Regions from separate parts of the Zea mays genome. Here region 1 is linked to region 2. The links are chromatin contacts, called in public Hi-C maps. All regions are on one chromosome and are shown on one strand. The core of a region is the stretch at or near the end of the contact, and the rest is flanking DNA. Distances in the headings are between cores, read along the strand shown. Region 1 holds the start of LOC100194018. Region 2 has its middle 71 kb from the start of LOC109940545.

Evidence for each region. A called contact is a pair of places that touch in the nucleus more often than the background predicts.
Region 1: a Hi-C map of leaf shows a contact between it and region 2, with 9 times the contacts expected there. The contact joins the promoter of LOC100194018 here to the enhancer-like site in region 2. A contact is called at or near these places in 11 of 25 Hi-C or Micro-C datasets (ear, endosperm, leaf and 2 more) and 1 of 3 datasets of contacts at active chromatin or transcription factors (seedling).

The regions. Positions count from the first base shown.
Region 1 is chr6:136,909,142-136,914,414 of Zm-B73-REFERENCE-NAM-5.0, reverse strand. LOC100194018 reads right to left here and starts at 3,787. Exons shown (of 4, transcript NM_001139081.2): 1 at 3,341-3,787; 2 at 1,711-1,820; 3 at 1,504-1,622; 4 at 1,092-1,403. The coding sequence starts at 3,527. The coding sequence ends at 1,316. It overlaps LOC100284005, which reads left to right. Exons shown (of 2, transcript NM_001156903.1): 2 at 200-990. The coding sequence starts at 210. The coding sequence ends at 737.
Region 2 is chr6:136,752,560-136,757,912 of Zm-B73-REFERENCE-NAM-5.0, reverse strand. No RefSeq gene overlaps it. Among protein-coding and RNA genes, the nearest start is that of LOC109940545, 71 kb to the left of the region's middle. Within about 2 kb of position 1,317, at least 18 of the 20 cell types and tissues checked have an H3K27ac peak or open chromatin away from gene starts, as enhancers often do. A contact at or near this core is called in ear, endosperm, leaf and 2 more, where this site is marked.

The sequences.
Region 1 (5,273 bases), core at 2,538-5,037, 150 kb before region 2:
AATGTCGCCTCCCAACATAGTTTTGTTTTATATTATTCAAGTTTACTGCATGACAATACTTCATTCGCAATTGTACGTCTTCTATGAAAGAATGGTTTACCCCAATTTTACCTGAAATGATCTAAATAAGCATGTCGTTTTGTTCCAGCTTAATTTTACCAATCTCCTAAAAGGTAGATATCTTGTATCTTTTTAGCAGGTATTCAGCCATGGTTTTTCTTGAGGCAGAGATGTCATGGAATGTGTTGATCTCACCTAGCCAGCTGGACCGCAAGGGCCTCCTGCTCCGCAAGGCTATCATTGTGCGTCTTCTGGAGGATGTCACAAACAGGAGGGCTTCGAAAGAGCATGGCTACTACATTGCTGTTAATCAGCTGAAGGCAATATCTGAAGGGAAAGTGCGTGAGCTAACTGGAGATGTTCTGTTCCCAGTTTCATTTACTTGCATTACACAGAAGCCTATGAAGGGAGAGGTCATGGTTGGGCACGTGGACAGGATCCTCAAGCATGGCGTGTTCCTCAAATCCGGACCCGTGGAGAGCATCTTCCTGGCTGAGAAGTCGATGAGTAATTACAAGTACATAGGTGGGGAGAATGCGATGTTCATGAACGACCACTCGAAGCTGGAGAAGGACACCGCCGTGCGCTTCAAGGTCCTAGGGTTCCGCTGGATGGAGGCTGACCGCCAATTCCAGCTCCTTGCTACGATCGCTGGTGACTTCCTTGGGCCGCTGTGAACTGCTTCCACAGGTCAAACAGGTTCTAATGTACATTGCTCGTTAGATGGTGGATGGATGGTTGGATCTGATGTGTAGAATTAAACTTTGCTACCAGTGGTTTGGTCTTGTAGAACCTGAGACATGGTAGGTTTTCTAGATGCTGTTGCCAGTGATATTTAGCTCTGGTTTGAACGTATCAGTGTACCTGTATGATGAACAAGCGTTGTCATGGATGTACCTTTTCTATGCTTGCTTGGAAGTTAACGTTACATGGTGTTCCCTGATCTGGTGAGTGGTTGAATTTGCATCTGTAGTGTTTCTTTATTTGCATTGCATATTGATAAACATCGCTCATACAGCACAGCGGAAGAATAATAGGCAAATGATCCACATCTTCAAACCCTCAAAACTATAAACATCACTCATACAGCAACAAAGGCATGTCAACCATGTCCTTCATAAGGCACTTTGTCTATTATTATTACATTAGAATTGCCTCGTTCAACATGTTTCAAATAGCTAGAAACTAGTGCATGTTCTTCATCAGGCCAACCATCTTTATTACAACATCACATCCAGGCATCTCGGCGATAAGATCAACCTTCGGTGCTTGTTGACTTGACGACGGTGACAGGGCAGGTTGCATTGTTCACAACATAGTCGCTGACACTTCCCAAGAGCACCCTGCAAGAAGATATCAGAAGAATCAGCACTGCTATTAGTGAAATAGTATGTTCAACTGCCCACAATTCACAAGAACAGCTTGCAAGCAGCTTGGTACAACCTCTTGAGCTTGCCAAGGCCCCTGCTTCCTATAACCAAGCAGCTCAGCGGGGTATCATGGATAACTTGACAGAGCTTCTCACGCGGATCACCCCACAGGACTTTCACAACCACCACGATCTGTTTAGCAAAAGAAACTCAAAACCTCGATAAAGCATCACTGAGAAGGAAATAGCAGACCACACAATCAAAGGCTTGGTGTGCTCACATCCTTCTGGGTAGCTGTAGTGTTCAGGATGTCCAAGGTTTCTATGTCCGGCTTTGCTCCATATTTCTTCGCAATGATAGGGTCAGAGAATTCCGAGAGGGGAATCAACGCTGTTATATTTAACAAAAAAAATACAAAGAGGGTATTGAGCATTCAGGCTGTCACATAATGATAATTATGATGATAAATCATGTTAGGATGAAAGTAACATCTACATCGATGCTATGAAATATACAAACTATAGATACTAAGCTGCACCATATAGATTGCTGGAGGTGATTACTGAACATTGAGGCGGGAAAATAGAAAAAAATCTGAATTTCACTTTATGTATCCGTAAGATATATAACATCTGCGTGCGAATGCAAGGTCCTGTTCCTTACTCTAGCATCATCATCTCTAACGAAATTGTGATGTCACAGGCCAGCCAGTTTAATACTCAAAGAAGATGAAAGTGAACGGCTCATGAGTAATTGCAATGGTTACTAGCATCAGATTTATTGCCTAGCAGGCAACAAAAAAAAAATCAGCTGAGCAGTGGCATCTTTCTAAATAAAATGGAAAACAGTTCTGACTCCTGAGCTGAACAAAGAAGGCTCATTGTCAATGTGACTTCACAAAGGCAGCATATGGTAGTGGTAGTTACCAAGTCTTTCTTAGGAAATGACACTGAACTAGCAATAGCATCCACTGGTGGTCGGCCGGCCAGTGAAAAATCGAGTAAAATGATGACGAATTTTACACAGATTTAATTCAAGGCATGATCCGTTGCAGGCACACTGTTGGACACTAAATTTTGTAGCTCCCTAACTCCTATCTTCACCTCTCTTTTGGCTCTACGTCATATAGATTCTAAAGTAACCCTATGATCTCTTCTTCCTGACAGGGTCCCAACGAGAGGCGAGATCTAGATTCACCCGAGAGCTCTCTGTGCTGTCGCGAACGGTCCGCCGCTTTACCACGGACAGTCCAATGCCCTACCACAGATGATTCGACGACCTATCGCAGACCGTCAGACATCTCACACATAGAGGTCCGAGGGTCTCGACCCCAGTGAGCTGAATCTAGGGATCATTAGTATTTAGCCTGAAAAGACGCCAACACACACCCCACACCAATTTCCCCCGCATCATTCTATCTCAATCCTAACTCTTTAGGTTAAGGTAGGTCGTGATCCAGCTTTAGGAAAGCATGGTAAACCGATTGAAGGAAATAAATTAATCCAGACTCGAATAGCAAAGATACAACGGCGAGAATGCCAGACAACACACATCAGATCAACGACTATTACTCCGAATCCCAAATCCAGATTACACCGAAAGAGATTCAGATTAGGCTAGCACACCCGCTTAACGACCTTAAGGCTTAAGCACAACGAGCAACCAGCGAAGCGACGAAATCGCCTAGTATCGCGCGGTAAGGTTACTTGACATGCCGCCAAATCTTGCAGGCGTTACGAAGAGAAAGATAGAGGGGGAAGTCGTGCTAGCGCAGTAGCGCTAGTGTTTGTGCGGTTAGGACCAATTGGTTAGCGAGACTAGGCAGTAGCAGTAGCAACCTAGGAGGAATCGCAATTGCAAGCACCAAGCAAAGAGTAGGAGGAGATGGAGACTGGAGAAAGGGTGCGTACGGGAGCCGGTGGATTCCCAGAGGATGGCCTCGCTCTGCTCGTAGTCGGGCTCCTTGATGACGTGCAGCAGCAGCAGGTGGTCGCCGGCTCGCAGCAGGTTGGCCGCCGCCCACCGCAGCGCCGCCCGGCTCCCCTCCGAGAAGTCCGTTGCTAGCCCCACCCACCTCTCGCCCTCGGCGCCGGCCATCTCCTCCCCAAGCTCCTCTTCCTCTCCTCTGCAGGTTCTTAGGTTCTAGATCTTGTGGAGTTGTGGTGGTGGCTTCGCGTGGAGGTCAGGTCACTGTATTGGACTGCTGATGGCGGTGGCCTATGGATGCCAAGCCAAAGGACACTTGTCACAGATTGTACCACGACGGTTTCTGCTGTTTGGTGTGTTTCGGGCGGCTCCTCTTCTTCTGACAAAACCAGACGTTTTTCGTTACCAGCTTGTCATTTGACCTCTTTTTCATGTTGTCATCTCAACTAGTACTACCTCATTTTATAAATATATAATACCTTTTTTCGAAAATTTTAACCTATTATCTTATTCAAAATATTTATTAAAAATATATAATATTTTAAATTAAACACAAACTATCTTAAGTTATAAAACAAATCACAAGAAAATAAATAATAAATTATTTTTAATAAGACGAGTGGTGAAAATATTTTAAAAAATTAACGATATCATATATTTATGAACGGGTGGAATACTATATTATAACAAGATAGATTATATATAGACACAGAGGGCAAGAGCATCACGCTTCGTTTGAAAACGACGGCCGCTAGCTGCTCAAATTTTGTCAATGCTCATCTGCAGTTTAATCTGCAGATGACCGATATGGCCGGGCTGGTCAGCCAATTGGAAGGGCAAGCACCAAGCAACTTGTTTCACATGCACGGTTTTTTTACAGAAAATTCAACTACGAGTACTATATATATACATCTACAACGAAGACAGAAGGAAACGTGAGATGTTTGTACCACCACGGCACTCCAGGTTCCACAGGCCCTTGATAGTTTGATCCATCTAGAAGAACCGACCGACAGCTGGCACTAGATTCCTCGTCCAATGATAACCTGTCACGGCTAAAAACATGCTGCGCTTTTTCTTCGCCTTCTCGATGGCTGTGTAGACATCGAAGATGGGTATCTTACGTTTTATTGTCTGTCTACTTGTGTCATGAGAACAGGTCGGAAGGACCGGATATACACCCTTCACAGGTCCTGCTAATGACATAGCCCCTTATAGGGCAAGGATGGCCCAACACAGCCTTAGGGCTTGTTCGGTTAGCTCTCAATCCATGTGGATTGAGCGGGATTGGATGGGTTTGAATCCCAAACAAGTCAAACTTCTTCACAATTTTTTCCAATCTCATCCAATCCATGTGTATTGGAAATAACCGAACAAGCCCTTACTGTTTTTTATAGCTAGGATGAGGTAAGGGCTTGTTCGGTTATTCCCAATATATATGGATTGGATGAGATTGGAAAAAATTAATAAGAAGTTTGACTTGTTTAGGATTCAAACCCATCCAATCCCACTCAATTCACATGGATTGAGAGCTAACCGAACAAGCCTTAAGTTGGACTGTTTGGTTTCATTTCTGAGCTCGTTCTAGCTGCTTCAAGAATCTGATTGGTTGTCTATGTCGCATCAACCGGCGCTCGTCTGTTTCGTTGGTTGAATGAACCTATGCGGCTAACTCTGGTTTTGGTGCCAGCCGTGGTTTTGGCGTCAACCGTGGTTTTGGCGCCAAATTGTGTATGGATAGATAGTTTTGACGCCACACTCAATATTATCCATAACATGATTAATCACCAGTTAATTCTGAACACTAGGAAAAACATAAAAAGTTCAATTATTATAAATTCATACAAGATTACATTGTCACTTCATACATTCAAAGTTCCACTATTACAAATACATTTAGAGTTCCAATGTTACACA
Region 2 (5,353 bases), core at 68-2,567:
AGGAGAGGTCGGTCGCGGAGGCCACCGTCGGGTGCACAGGCGGAGGGGGCGGCTAGCGGAGTCCGACCAGGGGCGGTGGAAGCGAGGAGAGGAGGACAGAGAGGCCTGAATCTTGGGGACGACGCGGGGAGGAAGGCTGGTGGAGCCGGCCTACCATGAACGACGCAGAGGACGCAGGCTCGACAGCGAGATCGGGGGAGGAGGCAGGGGCGTGACGGGAGAGGGAGGGTGTGGAGGGAGGGAAGGTCAGGAGGGAGACGGAACTGCTCAGCACTCAACGTCATTGGATGGAAGTTTCGCGTCCGCGACTCTAGAGCAGTGTCCACGTGTCGGCACCCGATGGGCGAACATCCCATGAAACGCGGACAGCGCTTCAAACCGGGTCAGGTTTTAAGGAACCTGATGTGTAGGCGAAAGGGTATTCTTAGATCTGAACCACCCGTTTCAATCAAGCGGTCCAGATAAGATTATTGCAGACGATGAATCGGTATGTGGATGATGTCGTTCACTCCGAGAGTTACGACCATGATATAATGAAGGCGCGCTTCAATCCTAACCCTCCGATCAGATCAAACATCCCAATACAATCGATCCTGAAACGCTACCAGAATCTAATCTGAGCCTTCGAGCAGCCGATGTACGGTCACACACCCATCCTCCTTCCTGGCGGTCACCGAGCGGCGACGTCTGCTCCCTCACGGTGGTGCACTCCGGTGAGCAGCGCGACCAGGGACCTGATTCACTAACCCTAGTGCTCCCCGGTGCTCTGCGATGTGCTAACGAAGGCGAACACAATGGGGGGAAACATACCGAGGATTTTGTGGGTAACGCCTGGCCTCGACGCGTGGCAGAGAGTCAACTCCGGCGACGAGTTCCGAAGCCCTGATTAACCCGCGAGCCTTGAAACTCCGCAGGAGCGCTTCACATGCACCAGAAAAGCTCTACGATTCCTCGGCGATGACCCGACGGCGTTGCTCACGTGGACCGCCGCTGGCGGCAATACCTCACGTCTGTCAGCGCTAGCTCTCGGCGGCTAGGGCTTCTGGCGGCTAGGAACTCAAGGAGGCGGTCGACGGCACCTGCGTCCACATATATGCTAAGATGGGGCGATTGGATCGGCCAGCTGTCTCGGCGGGAGTTGGTTACGTCGGCTCCCGGTTGTTACGCGCGGAGAGGAAGGCGCACAGAGTCTGGCAAATGGGCCCGCAATGTCAACGACGAAAAGAAACCGCACGCGCGCCGTGAGGGATGGCTGGAGAGCGGGCCCGGGTGGTCAGCGGGGAACAGGGAGGTCGGGCGTGGTGTTGCAGCTGACTAGTGGGGCCAGTATGTCGGCGCCGAGCCGCATGGTAGGCCTCGCGGCGGGATAGAAAAGGGTAAGGGGCCTAATGTGTAGGTTTAGGCCCAACCAGGTTTTCTTTTCCTTTTTCTTTTCTTTTCTTTTCCATTTTCCTTTCTTTTATTTTTTCAATTTCATATTAAACTCAGGGTTTAGTTTTGAATGCCAGATTTAAAATGTACCAATAAATTTCCAATATAGATGAAATTCTTACTGCTAATTTTAATATTATTTATTTTACTTAATATTGTGTTACTTATAGAAATGTATAATTTACTTATTTAAAGCTTCCTTTATAGATTTTGATTTCCCCTTTCTTCCCTTTTGAATTTTGAATTCAAGTAAAGTTTAGATCTTCAGGTTTCCATTAAGATGCACCACAAAAAATCAGCATGATATGTTTAAATTATTTATGTCTATTTACTTTGCATATAACCATAAAGGAAGAGCACATAAGAATATTAACCCCTCCTTTATTATATAAAAGTTAGGTATTACAAATCCTACCCCTTAAAAATAATCTCGACCTCGAGATTACTACAAACTAGGAAAGAGGTGGTGAAATTCTACTCGTAACTCATCTTCTTGTTCCCATGTGGTTTCATCTTTTGTGTGATGACTCCATTGTACCTTGCACATCTTAATCACTTTGTTCCTCATAACTCGAGTCAAGGTATCAATGATCTTGACAGGGTATTCCGTGTAGGTTAGGTCACCCTGCACACTAACTCGTAACTCATCTACTATAATATAAATAGTAGTTTCATATAATTCCTTTAATAAACTATAGGTTATATATCTTCTAAATTATATTATAGTTTCCTAATGTAGTTCTTCAAATTAAAAGTTAAAAGGAAATATCACCCACGTGCTTTCTGGTAGAAATACAATAATTAATTGGTTAATTATATTTCATAAAGTTTGAATAAGCCACGTGCTATATTTACGTATTTTTAAATGAATTTATATAGTATATGTTTCCATGGTTAACTTGCCATATAGTTTTCTCTAGGGAAATATTGAAACAAAATAATTAGTATTTCATGTCATAGCGAATAAAATGACCATTGATATGGTTAGATTTATATTATAGTTACGAATCAAGTTTTATGTTTGGATGTTTTCCTTTTGTAAGCATGATTTGTATAATTATATTTTATTGTTTGTTGAATGGTGTATGTTTAGTTATTGGTGTATGTTTTCTTTTTATATGTGTGATATGTGACTATATTAGAAACAGAGTTTGTGGTAGAGGACCCAAATTTGTTTGGGGAAGATCCACAAGATACTTTTGAGCAAGGCAAGTGGATTCTCCCTCTATATTTATTATTGTAACCAAATAATACAATTAATAAGATTTACTTTTGATATGTGCATAATTTGATGGGTTTGCCTAAATAGGATTACCTAGAAATACCAACCTTGTTCCTTGTTTAACCTGGGTTTAAAACTATGCTTAGTAACTATGCTATTGCTCACCTTTATCATTACGTTGTCACTCTTTTTAAGGTATTATTGTTCTGGAGAAGAAATTTATATTATGGTTGTTAATCTAATGATTAAACAAGATCATATTGTATTAAATAGAACATGGAGTGACCACCCAGGAAAACGGTGCAACCACGAGTGGTATCATGGCTCTAGCTTTGGTAATTAACTTAATATACTTAGTGCCTAGTGAACTTTCCTAAAATATGGGCAAGAGGGTGCGGCGGTGGTTTGGTGTCAAGTCACGTTAACATGGGGTGGTAGTCTTGGCTAAGGTACCTCACCCAAAGGGTCAACAATTCTGACATGGAAACTGTCGGTACCCCGAATATGGGGTACCCATTCCTGATATGTCAAGGTGAGTCCTCGGGGGGCCACTGTTAAGGATTTCTTAGGCAGTCGGCCCAGCACGGGGCTAATGCCCACTATATAGAGTCATGACCAGGCCAGACCCACCGCATGTATAGGACCGCTGCCTCCATCTAGCCCCATGAGGGGAGGAATTAACATCTTTGGCTATAGGCCAAGGATCCTACAATAAGGACCTGGACCTCCTTGTGACTCATCAAATCCCCAGTCAAAGGTATCCGAAGAGAACATTAAGCCCCAAAGGAGAAGGAGCTCTCTAGTTAACAACACCAATCCTTCAGAAAGACTTTGGGCATGGAAGACACCATTCGGACCTCAGGCTAGGTGAGGTCCCGAGTCACCACGCATCCGGGTAGGGGCGATAGGCACCTAGGCCCCTGCTGGTGTGGGTTGAGCCCTTGGTCCATAAAAAATTGGGAAGACAGTGTCACCATGTCTGCCCCTCAATGAGGCAGAGGTTTGGTGCTAACACGTGGCCAAATGCCTGTGACGTAAGCCACCAGACAATGCCTAAGGAAAGCCTCTGACATAGGCCCCCCAACGTTGAGTGCTGATGTGATGCTTGCTTGCCTGCATTAGTTGCAAGTAAACGTATCCTTGGCATTAAATGTGTGTGGCGTGCCTGTAACGTACAAGTTTATACTGTTACCCGTATGTTACCGAGGCAAGGGCATTGACCCAATGCGCCTTTTGGGTGTCGTTCATTATGACTTCTACTGTTCCTTGTGCGTTACCGAGGCATGAAGGGACAGGTGGAGGGGACAATATGACACCATCTGTTACACCCTACGCATGGCAACGTACCAGGCTACGCCACAACCTACAACAAGGCATGTGTTCCGATTAGGCGGGACAAGATGATAGGATAAGGACACTAAAAGATCACGCATCGCCCAAGAAGGTATACAAGATCCAACGTTATTAGCTCTATCCAGTTGTTTTCCACTCGATATTGTAAACTCTCCTAGGCCCACCAGTCAGGGCCTGAACGCCCTTGTAACGTGCCTCCTTTAGACTATAAAAGGGAGAGCACTTGCTCCATAGCAGGGGAGGTCAACTTACACTCAGACCTTCAACTCCTCAGTACTCAAGAAATACAACACACACTAGATGTAGGGTATTACGCTCCAGTGGCCTGAACCACTTTAAACCCTTGTGTTCTTGTGTTCATCTAGAAGGCCAAGCAATCACCAAGGCCTACTCCTCATCCGAGGATCAGGGCGGGTGCACTCCGCCACCTGGCCGGAGGATTCTCGCCTTGCATATGTCAACCGTTCCCACGGAGTCCTCCACTACATGAACATGTCCGCGCCACTCGAGAGTACATTACCCTACTAGGAGTGCTACTATGCTAGGAGGGTATATGCTACTCCTGCCATCTCTCACTCCCAGTGCACGATTGTATCTTCATGTATGGAATAGCTGGGTTCAAGCTTACCCTGTCCCATACCAGGATATGTGGCTAGTTGCAAAGTCTCAACCACAACAGGCCAATCAACGATACGATCCTTAATCGACACAGACATGCGACCTTGTCTACTCAGCGTCTGGTCTAGATTTATTCAAACCCTTTCCCCATTTTGGTACCCGACATGGATACTCTTTGAGAGTGATGAGCCCACTCCGGCCATAGAGGATTCATGACCTTAGTTTGTTTTGATTGTTGAATCAAAAAGTCCAAAACCAATGTTCCGCATCATTCTTTTTGAAAACAAAGGATTTTCCTGTTTCTAAGCAGGGCTAAGCATTATCAGTTCTTTTTATAAATCAGGGATCAAGGTATGGTATTCAAATTTCAAGGAATGGTAATGCATCAATTGTTCATCACACAACTCCTATCACCTAATGCATCATATAAGGTGATAAAGCATTTAAAACACATGGAATGGGCAAATGCACCGGGGTTTACCTTATTACAGGAGGAGATCTGAGATCTTCTATTACAATAAGCAGTTAGATGGAGTCCACCACTGGATCAACAACACTGGAGCAGGCTCCTTCACAAATCACTTCTTGATATTCTACATGAAATGCCATGGTTATGGATGCATGTGCATATGCTACTAGCAAGGAAGGTATTACAAAGCATTACAAGATTACAATTACAAGCTATCACCACAAGCCATAACTACCAGGGAGCTACTTATACTTAGAACT